Linked DNA regions of Pan troglodytes: regions 1 and 2 are each linked to region 3. Evidence: chromatin contacts called from public HiChIP or PLAC-seq and capture Hi-C data. All regions are on one chromosome and are shown on one strand. Each heading gives the region's core, a stretch centred on a gene start, on an enhancer-like site or on the middle of the called end of the contact. The rest is flanking DNA. Distances are from core to core; before and after follow the strand shown. Region 1 holds the start of TTF2 (transcription termination factor 2). Region 2 holds the start of PTGFRN (prostaglandin F2 receptor inhibitor). Region 3 holds the start of CD58 (CD58 molecule).

Evidence for each region. HiChIP or PLAC-seq counts read pairs in DNA pulled down with a chosen protein or histone mark. Capture Hi-C pulls out chosen DNA fragments and counts their contacts.
Region 1: a contact with region 3 is called in a capture Hi-C map of stem cell-derived neural stem cells, with 6 times the contacts expected there. The contact joins the promoter of TTF2 here to the promoter of CD58 in region 3. A contact is called at or near these places in 3 of 7 Hi-C or Micro-C datasets (blood, induced pluripotent stem cells and stem cell-derived neural progenitor cells), 1 of 1 datasets of contacts at active chromatin or transcription factors (stem cell-derived excitatory neurons) and 1 of 1 other capture datasets (stem cell-derived neural stem cells).
Region 2: an H3K4me3 HiChIP or PLAC-seq map of stem cell-derived excitatory neurons shows a contact between it and region 3, with 4 times the contacts expected there. The contact joins the promoter of PTGFRN here to the promoter of CD58 in region 3. A contact is called at or near these places in 1 of 7 Hi-C or Micro-C datasets (stem cell-derived neural progenitor cells) and 1 of 1 datasets of contacts at active chromatin or transcription factors (stem cell-derived excitatory neurons).

The regions. Positions count from the first base shown.
Region 1 is chr1:114,284,962-114,288,434 of NHGRI_mPanTro3-v2.0_pri, forward strand. TTF2 (transcription termination factor 2) reads left to right here and starts at 1,929. Exons shown (of 23, transcript XM_513683.8): 1 at 1,929-2,116; 2 at 2,197-2,299. The coding sequence starts at 2,089.
Region 2 is chr1:114,134,187-114,137,730 of NHGRI_mPanTro3-v2.0_pri, forward strand. PTGFRN (prostaglandin F2 receptor inhibitor) reads left to right here and starts at 2,268. Exons shown (of 9, transcript XM_009428418.5): 1 at 2,268-2,604. The coding sequence starts at 2,556.
Region 3 is chr1:113,797,099-113,800,724 of NHGRI_mPanTro3-v2.0_pri, forward strand. CD58 (CD58 molecule) reads right to left here and starts at 1,551. Exons shown (of 6, transcript NM_001427916.1): 1 at 1,412-1,551. The coding sequence starts at 1,481. It overlaps LOC129144261 (a long non-coding RNA gene), which reads left to right and starts at 141. Exons shown (of 4, transcript XR_008548527.2): 1 at 141-222; 2 at 307-401; 3 at 513-623.

The sequences.
Region 1 (3,473 bases), core at 679-3,178, 490 kb after region 3:
CGTCCAATCTCAAACTTATTTTTTTCAATCTTGTAAATATGATGAGGTGGAATAAGTTGTTCAGGGACTTAACATTTTGATCTAGTATATTTTTAATTTATGGAAGAAATATTCCTCCTGTCTGTGATTTGGCTGTGCACACTTTTGTGAGGTTGGACTGGAGATACTGACTTGGGTACTTGCAGAGGAGAAGCTTCTTCCTTAATGGGATATTTAAGAGGCCCCGATTTTGCCTTGTTTCGAAAATTATTCAAGAAATAATTAATTACCATGCCCCTCTTTCTGCAAATCCTGTATTCATGGTATACTACCTCCAATACAGCATCTATTAAACATGTACAAATACATCATTTGCAAGAATAACAATCTTGGAATAATGAAAATGCCTCTATTTGTTGTTCCTGTCTTATCTCTAAGTTCATCTAAGTTTCAGAAGGGTAGTTATGTATAAAGGAACTTCACTTTGGAAATTCCATTTTTCTCTAGTCCTAGAGAGTTACTGCTAACTCCATTCATTTTGACATTTAAATACTATTTTATATTGTTATTTAAGTGTTCAACATGTACTAGTTCAGTCTCCTCAAAATACTGAGTAAGTTCCTTGTGCTTAGAATAGTTGTTTCAAACTTTGTGTATGTAAATGAATGAATTTTACATTTCTCAAGCACCTAGTCCACAACGGGCACAAAAAAGCTATTTAGTAAGTACTGTTTAATTAATAAATGATACCTCAGGTTTGTCTCCCTTCCTCCGGATCCCCATAACATGTACATTTATCACATCGCCCAGATTTCCTAGACATTACAGATTTTCTGTTCTACGGCCCCCATAAGAACAGTGCAGGTGCCACACCATATGTCTGGGACATATGGTCCTCAATAGCTGCAATATGAAACTATTTCTATTGCAATAAATCTAGTATCTATTCCTCTCTTTTTGTTTACTAATAGTTTTGATTACAACTTCAAATTTTAAAAATCGAGGATGAAGTCAAATAGAACGGAACTGTCCCCTTTCTTCTATTTAACCTCGTCTTCGATTTTTAAAATTACAAAAGCATAATAGCAAAAAAAAGTCTGACAATACAAAATGATAAAGTAAAATTCGCCTTCACCAAAAGTCATCTATTTCCCCTTTTGTGGTTTCCACGTTGCGGCTGGTAACTCGGGGCTTCCACGCTGGGCGAGCCTAGAGAACATCCAGTACACACAGGAAGCAGCAGCGCGGGCCAAATGGCGCTGAGACCTGCGCACCTGTCCACGGACCGCCCACTCGCCAACTCTGACCTTGGGTGAGTCTCTCAAACTTGAGTCTCGGGATCTTCCACAAAATGCTACCCATCTCACCAGGTCGAGTGAGGAGGGTCGTGTTATGTGTAAGCACTTTGGGAAATCTAAAGCACGAGGCAAACGTAAAGCATTGTAGGGGGTCCTAGAGAAGTCTTTGTGCCTGCCTATGAGAGCCGTTTCAGTTCACCGCAGCAGCTTCCAAGGACCTCCCACCATGCCCGCCGCTTCGGCTCCTGCACTGCAAATCTCGCGGCTCGGCCTGCAGCGGCGGCTTCCCCTGGCCTCCCACCCCAGCGACTGAGCGCGGAGCCCAGCGCGCACGAGCGCCAGCCTCGCTCAGAGACACCCACGAAGCCAGGGCCTTTCAGCGCCTGCTAACTGGCGCTACCCCTAGGGCCGCCTCTCGGTTTTAAACGTAAACAAGAGTTGCCCTTCCCTCTTCCAAGACCTGCAAATCGAAGCTTTTTTTCCTCCAGAAGCCCCGCCACCTTCTAAGCTTCTCCCCAGCCTCAGCCACGCCCCAGCCTGCAAAAGCCGGGTCTTTTACGCCCCCTGGCTCCGTATTTGATTTCGGCGCGCGCCATACCTGAGGGCAGCTGTGATTGGTTGGAGGTGAGCGAAGTTCCTATATGATTGGCTGATAGCGGCTAGGACGGGTAAAGGCCAAGGGCGGAGAATTATGGGAGGGATTAAGACTGCAAGAGCTGAGTGATGGTTGGTTCCTGAACAAAGAGGGCGGAGTAAAAGGCGGAAGCAGAATTGGGGGCGGGGCTTTGTGGAACTTGGGGGACCCAGCGAAATGGAAGAAGTTAGGTGTCCAGAGCACGGTAAGGGGCTAGGGTCTCAGCGTCCCGGGGCCTGTTGATTTAGCGTGGCGTAATCGTTGTTCACTTTCTTCTCTCTTCAGGGACTTTCTGCTTTCTTAAGACCGGCGTCCGCGATGGCCCGAATAAAGGAAAGAGCTTCTACGTGTGCCGGGCAGACACGTGCACCTTCGTGCTGGCCACCGAGTAGGTCTTGAGCTGGGCCCCACTCCCTGTGGCTGCCCGGGGCCTCCCGAGAGGAGCTGCCGGCTCCCCGCTGTCGGGCGTCACAGGGCCGAGGAGTTGTGGGGCCCTAGTTTGCGGTGTCAGGACCCTTTAAGCAATTGATGATCCCAGGGCAGCGTGGCGTGTTCGGAAGACGCCCAGCTAATTCTGGCTGTGTGACCCGAGGCTGGTTACCCCCCCTCTCTGGGCCGATGGTTCCCCTACCTGTAAAATTGAGGATCCGGTGTTTTCCAGCTCTGGGTTTCTATTCACTTGACGGGCCTTAACCACTCCCTTCTCCTGCCCAGACAGTCCCTCCCCCTTTAAAGGAGTAAGGACACACAGCAGACATAGTGGAAAATAATTTGTCCCTGTTTTGCACTAGTTTTAGGCCCGACGGTTTTTTTAAATGTTTGAGCTTAAAACACTCTAGTGATTAGTTGTTAGCCTTCTTATTTTTAAGTAGGATTCTCTGCATCTAAATGGTGAAATTGATAATTCAAAGAAATTAGCGCTGGAAGAAACAACGGAGGGCCTGGCGCGGTGTGTGACGCCTGTAATCCCAGCACTTTGGGAGGCGAAGGCGAGCGAATCGCTTGAGCCCAGGAGTTCGAAACCAGCCTGGGCAACATGGTGAAATCCCGTGTCTACGAAAAATTAAAAAAAATTGTCTGGGCATGGTATCACACGCCTGTAGTCCCAGCTACTCGTGAGGCTGAGGTGGGAGGAGAGAGTCAGAAATGTTAAGCATCTTCTCTAAAGTGAGGAAAGTTAATAGTTTGTCAAGTGTTAATGTTTTCACAGTACCAAGTGTCTACATTTTCTATGTGAATTTTAAAACTATCATCACATCATTAAACATCTCCTGCTCTCTATTCAGCAAAACTTGGTAAAGTTATTTTTCTCCGTGTCAGATGTAGAGTACATAATGGATATCAGTATTAGAAAAGTGCCCTTTCAACATGTATACCAACTTCCCATGTTTCTGTTTCATGAGTTAGATGATTTACACTGAGCCTCTCAGATATAGTACCCAGGTCAAGTTTTGTGAGATAGAAGCATTTTTACCTTTGCAGGAATTCAGCATTAATGGTGGCATAAGATTTGGTTTTACATTAAGAGAAACACTCTTATTTAGGATCCCATCTACACAAAT
Region 2 (3,544 bases), core at 1,018-3,517, 340 kb after region 3:
TCATCCCTGTACCCCCAGGATCTAGCCCAGTGTCTGCCATTAATTCACTCTATAAATATACATTGGGACCTACCATGTGCTAGGCACAGTCCCTGACACACATTGTTTATTAAACAAAAGAATTTTTAAAACATCTACTCTGCCATAAGGTGGGATACAAGGTGAAAATGTGACAGCCTCTTAGGCCCATGCATTATTAGACAGAGATGGGGGTAGTGTATACATTTTGCTAAACTGAATGTGACCAAGTGCCACAATGTGTGGTTCAAACATCAAGCGTTCTGGGTGGTTAAGAAAAGGAAAGATGGAGGATGAGCTGAAATCTGAACTTCTGAAGGTGCCAGGCCTCACATTTCTCTGAAGCTCCACTATCTTCCAAGGCCTAACATTAGGCTTGAATTCAAGGTTGATTGAGTGAAATTGGGAAACTTCCCTGCAAGATTCTAGGGAAGAATTGGGATGGGGAAGAGAAAGGAATTACAGTGTGTATGAACAGAACCAGGAAAGGCTTGGCGGCAGAAATAAATTTTAAAAAAATTATTGTGTAAAATGTACATAGCACAAAATTTACCATTTTAACCTTAAAAATTTTTTTTTAGAGACGGTGTCTCACAATGTTGCCCGAGTCTCAAACTTCTAGCCTCAAATAAAAAAAAAAAAGAAAGAAAAAAGAAAAAGAAGAAAAAGTGCCAGCCCAGTGGCTCAGACCTGTAATCCCAGTCTTTGGGGAGGCCGAGGCGGGAGAATCGCTTGAGCCCAGGAGTTCGAGACCCACCTGGCCAACATAGGGAGACTCCAGTGTCTACAAAAAATAAAAACAATTAGCTGGAGTGTGGTGGCACACATCTGTGGTTCCAGCTACTTGAGAGGTGGAGGTGGGAGGATTGCTTGAGCCTGGGAGGTCAAGGCAGCAGTGATCCCTGATCGCACCACTGCACTCCGGCCTAGGTGACAGATCCTCATTTTGAGACCCTGTCTCAAAAATGAAAGAAAGAAAGAAGACAAAACAAATAAAAACTCCTGGCCTCAAGCAACACCATCCCTGCCCCCCGCCTCCCCCTGCCCCCCCAACCTCAGCCTTCTGAGTAGCTAGCATTACAAGTACCAGTTACCAGGCCTGGCAATTTTAAACATTTCTAAGTGTACCATTCAGTGGCATTAAGTACAATAACGTTGCACCACCAGGAATGAATTTTTAAGTCTCTTTCCAGAGATACCTGGCTAATCACACATTTGATAGTGGGGAAATAAGAAACATTTGTTGGTTGAAAGACGGATGCATGAGAGTAAAAGCAGTGTTCTTCCCCAGTGTGGGCAGTTTCCGCATAAGCATCTGCGATCCGTTTTGCATGTGAATGAAAGCCCAGTGACGGGCAGTGGGCACCAGTGCTGCTCCTTGCGTGTTTGAATCATGCTTGCTAAGTTTCAAGCAAGGAATGCTCCATTTCTCCCAACCAAGTCGGGCCTTTTGTATTCAAATCAAAAGCACAAAACTCTATTGTAGGGGGAAAATGAGTCTTTATTGGCAACCAGTGGTGTCCACTTACAGCAATAAATATGAAGTCTTAAGAGTACATTCTATATGAAGTACTATAGCTATTAATACACTTGGGTTTTGTTTGTTTTTTAAATGGGTGTCTTTGTGGGGTGCTGTTCTAATCAGTGCCACAGGCGCCGAGGAGAGGGAGGGAGCTGGGTAAGGAAGGAGGCAGGCCCACCCTAGCCACCGGGGAGTGGGCAGAGTCAGGAGAGCGGGGTTCTGATTTTGCCCCTTCCCTGTGAATCCTTGGGCACCTCACCGAAACACTTAAGGCCTCTGTATGGTAGAGGTTGGAATCCGTGGCCTTTAAAAGTCCTTTCAGCTCCTTCGCTCCTATCTGCATAATTTTTGGCATAGGCCAAGCGGCTGGTTGGTGGGGTGTTTAGCTCAGGACGAGAGGCCGAACGAGCGGGGAGTTGGCTGAGGATAGACTAGACACGCGTGGGTGACTCCAGCGTGATGGAACGCGGGGTGTCCCGGGATAGGGCTAAAGCGATGGGATTTCCAGACGAGTCTTTCCCAGGCCAACTTTTAAAGGTCGGAGGAAAGTTTCTCGTGGGGTGGGGGCCCAGAGGGGATGGCAGGGTGGGCTCCGACGCCTCCTCGCCTTTAAGCGGGTGGCCCCGGCTCTTCCTCCGTTACCTGGAGCGGGGAGGGGCTTGGGAAAGTTTGTGTTTGTTGCTGGCAAAGCGCCGGATGGGAGGCGCGGGCGGGCGCTGCGGTTCTTCCCTTCTGCTTTCGGGAAGCGGTCGGGGCTGCACACTCGGATCGGCGGGGCCGGCTCCCGGGCCCGGCCGGCTGGAGGAGGGAGGGAAGGAGGCGGGAGGGAGCGAGCGGAGCCAGGGGCGCACGTACGCCCCAGCGCTGGGATTTATCGGCTCGCGAGGAGAGCGGAGCAGGCGCGCGGCCCAGGCGGAGGAGCGCCGACTCTGGAGCAGCCGGAGCTGGAAGAGGAGGAGGAGGAGAGGCGGCGGGGAAGGAGGAGGAGGGGGAGAGTCGCTCCCGCCGGGCGAGCATGGGGCGCCTGGCCTCGAGGCCGCTGCTGCTGGCGCTCCTGTCGTTGGGTGAGTGTGCGCGGGGCTCAGCGGGGCACACGGGGACTGGCGGGGCCCTGGAGGGCTCGGCGGGGCGCGGCTGCAGCGCGCGGCCTGGGGCGCCGAGGGTGCCCGGGCTGCTCCCGGGAAACCCGGCCGGGGTGCGCGGGCTGTTCGGCCCGGCGGGGAGCGGCCGCGGGGCCGCCCGGAGCCTGGCGCGAATCCGCTCGGGCCCCGCGCGCGGGGTGCAAGTGGCCGCTCCGCCAGGCCGAGCCTCGCCCCCAACATGTGCCGGGGGGAGTGGCCCGGGGCCGTCTTTCCCCCAGGTCTCCCTACCTGTTGGCCGCCGGGAGCCCGGCTCACCTTGAACTCCCGGCCCGGAAGGTGCTGCGGTCCCGGCCCGGGTCCTCGGCTCGAGAGCGGAAATGTGAGCCTTTGATATGCCCCGCCATAGCCGCCGCCGGCCGGGTCGCTCTTCACCCAACCCGCGCGGAGTTGCCTTTCCAGGGAAGCGAGAGAATCCTCCAACTTCCTTCCACGAAGGTCACAGGGTGGCCCGGAGCGTTACAATGGAAATCGGCGAGCGAGTCCTGCCGTCATTTTCGTCGTGGCTAGATCTTCTGCCTCAGTCTTTTCTTTTAGCTTTTCTTGAAGCTGCCTAGCTGCGTGTTTATACACAAAGACCTAAGAGCCTGGCTTCTCCAACTTTTTCTACCTGTTACTTTCCCTCCCTTACTATCCCCTCGTCTTCCACCCTCCGGAAACCCTGGGTGCCCCGTGAGGTTTTGGCCCAGCGCCCTCCCCCCACCCAAGGAATCTTTTGTGGGTTTTTTCCCTCTCCATTTTCCATTCACTCCATACACAGACACCATCTTCACGTAGATCCACATGGTGATCCTAGCCAGCCACGGAAATATGTTTATTAAGTGCCCACCATGGTACCCCAGGGCCGACTCTTAAATGCTTTGAT
Region 3 (3,626 bases), core at 301-2,800:
CTTGAAGGCTGGGCTCAAATATCCTCCCTCCCATGAAGACTGCTTCACAAAAGACACTTGATTTCACAAAAGAGACTGCCTTCTTCTTCCCTCTGTACCCTCACAGCTCACCTTTTTTTTTTTTTTTTTTTTTTTTTTTGAGACAGGGTCATATTCTGTCACCCAGGCTGGAGTTCAGTGGCACAATCACAGCTCACTGCATCCTCTGCCTCCGGGACTCAGGTGATTCTCCCACCTCAGCCCTCCGAGTAGCTGGGACTATAGGTATGCGCCACCACGCTCAGCTAATTTTTGTATTTTTTGTAGAGCCGATCTTTCACCGTGTTGGCCCTGCTGGTCTCCGATTCCTGGCCTCAAGTGATCCACCTGCCTCAGCCTCCCAAAGTGCTAGGATGACAGGTGTAAGCCACCACGCCCAGCCCAGGCCTCTCTTACAACACTGACTTCTTTATCTGATCGTGCAGGTACTTTTGAGTCTATCTCAACCCCTCCCCCTTGGCTGTCTTCCACAGATGCACACGCGCACCTCCCGGGCAGGCAGTGGACGCTGAGCAAACGGACGGACGGGCTGGAGGGCTGGCAGTGGGGTGCAGAAGCCAGCCATGAGAACCCCTCAAGTACAGGTGAACTCGCTGGGAGGTTACTGCTGTACTCCTGGGGTTTGGCTATGGCCTGACTGGGGCCAATGTGTGGAGGGTGAAGGAGGATGGGGAGGCAAAATGGGAAGAAAGGGACCTATTTCCTGAGGTTGTTGTGACGACTTGGCTGACAACACACGGAGAGGATGGAACCGGTTCTGATACTAGTTTTTAGGATTTGAGGGGAGGAAAAAGGAGCAGGAGTCGCACCACTTAGGAATCCCAACGTGAGGCCGCTGCCGACTGGGCTTCCTAGTTGCCTCCCCGCTCCTCGCTGTGGGGCGACTCTGAAAAGTCCTCTCTGCTGATACGGCGGACGCCGCGCGGGCGGGGACCGCACCGCGCGGGGAGGGCAGCAGGCGTCGCCCTCGATCAGGTGGCATCCGCGCCCGCTCCCCGTCCCGGGCGCGTTCACGGCTGGGAAGAAGTTTTGCAGTCCGCTGAAGCGCTCAGCGACGTTACTGGGGAAGCCCAGGAAGGAACTTGGTCACTGGAGGGGGCCGGCGGGGGGGCGCAGGCCCCGCAGGACAGGCTAGCGGGCCGGAGCCCATCCTTCCCTAAGGCCACACAGTTCCTTGCTGACTCCATGAGGGACACTGGCGATGAAATAACAACTTTCTCTTCCTGAAAAGGCTCCCACGGCTGAGTTGTTCCCGGCCCACAGCGACCCGTCCCCACCCGTCTCTGATCGGCAGCCCAGCGCGTCCACCCAGCCTTGGTGGTGCCCAGTACGCGCCGGCCGGCGCGGGGCCCCTGGGGCAGGCTTCACTCACCAAAGCAGTGCAGCAGGCAGACCACGCCGAGGACCCCCAGGGCCCGCCCCGCGTCGCTCCCAGCAACCATGGCTCGTCGGGCCGGCCTCTGCGCGAGTGCCCAGCCACAAGCAGCCCTAAGTTCAAGCACCGCCTACGCGGTCGGCCAGAAGTAGGGCTCCGCCCAGCCCTGGGCTGGCAGCCCGCGCCCCGCCCCGGCCCTTCCTCCCCCACCCTCCGCGGCGCCGCGTTTGTCTTCGCGCTTCCACTCCCCGGGCGCGCCTCTGGGCTCGGCTCTGCGCGCCTCCTTCCTGTGTCCCCGGGGCGCCGTCCAGTCCCCCAGCTCGGTCCCTCCCGTCATTCCGCCGCCATTCCATACGCTATTTTTAAGTAAGAAATTCTTTCCTTGAAAATGGCTTGCGTTTTAAAAACCAGGTTTCTCTGCCTTCCTACCGCACCTCCCGAGCTTCCCCTTAGCGTTTGGGGCGTGCTGAAGGCCCCTCCGTGGCTAGACGGGGCTGTGGCTCCCAGAGAGCCACCGGAGGAGGCAGCGGGACGGGCGGGAGCACCCGGGACCCCTCATCCCTTCAGCGCTGTGTGATCCCGCATCAGACGGCCTCTTTGAACCACTTTTCCTCAAACATGACAAGGAAAGGGAGCATTTTAGACAACTGTTAGGCGTAGGGTTACCTGAGGCAGGCCTCCCCCGTCCCCACACTCCCTTATACCCGGAGCTGGGATTTCCAGCCTTTGGTTTCTCCCTTCTCAGATTCCTCTTTTTCTCTCTTCCCCCATCTCAACCGGGACTTTCCCTCAGGCTGAGATGTCAGATCCACATCTCCCTCACTGCCTAGCCTCCCCACATCCATCCAGCCCAAGCTGCGGCAGGCACTCATCACTCTCCCCGCTCTTCATCAGTCTGCATTGAGCTGGCCCTCCCCTCACATCCCTATATCCCAGAACAAATGACTCTATTCCCAGAACCAGCTCCTCACCTCAGCCTCCCTGTCTGTCCCCTTTCTTGCAGACAGAAGCACCAGAGTTGCCCCTGCCCAGCTGAGGGAGTTCACAGAACTCTTAGTTATTATGTGAGCAGGAATCCATTTCCATGAACAGGACTCCCTGCTGCCCAAATAACCACCAACACATGGTGCAGGTTGTGAAACTGAGAGGGAATGTGCTTTCTTGCTGCTTCACCTCCATTATCCCCAGGTGGGGACTCAAAGTCACTCAAGACACTTGAACCATATTGCAAAGAGACATGAATTATTTCTTAAGTTAGCCATAAAATCTTAAAAGGTATCTCTATCAGTGAAACTTCTGGAACCAATGCCCTCTACCACAAACCTGCTATCTTGAGATATTCCCTACCATCTGTAGATACTGGGAACACAAGGCAGGGGCAGTGTGTAACATAAAATGTGAGGAAATCAAGTGTTCTCTGCCCTGGGCTGGTAGGAACTCAGGCCAACTTAGAAAGGCAGGATGGGGTTAGACCTTCAGACACTGGGGAGCCACAGAAAGTTTTTGAGCTGGGAAGTGATACGACAGCAAACATCTATTGAGCAGGCCCTATGTGAAGTGCATTGCTTGGATTAACTTAATCTTACTGCTGCTGTTGTTTTTGCAAATGAGGAAACTGACGCCTGGAGAAGGTAAATTACTCAGGGCACACAGTAAAGGGCAGAACTTGGAGTCCAACTGAGGCCATGTCCAATGCCTCTACTCTTATCCCTTCACACAGGAGCGGGATATGATAATGGGACTTTTGGACTGAAAGCTATGCAGCCATTTGGACTGCCAGCAAGAGCTGTTAACCCCCTTAAGAGAAGGGCTGAGGAAAGAACAGCCCAGTCACATGGCGCTGGGGAAGCCCCTCACCCTCAGGTCATGGTCTCCAGGTATTGGGTGAGGAATAACTCATTAGGCTTCCTTGGTTGGACTCTCCTTTGACCAAGGAGCAGTGCCTACTCTTTCATTGAGAGAAATGCTGTCCATCAAGCACTTTTAGAAGCCCTCAAATGCCTGGTTAATTTTATGAATCAAAAGCAGCTCAGGAATGCTGGACCTGCAATGCGTTAGGCAGGCAGCCAAAAAGATTCCCTTTACATACTGAGAACCTGCTATCAAAAGGAGGGGTGGATGTATTTTTCATGCTGTGACTAGTATTGCAAGGTCCAGTTTTATCTTCTTGTCACTGTAGATAATCATGGATGAGAAAGTAAGAAAGGAGGGC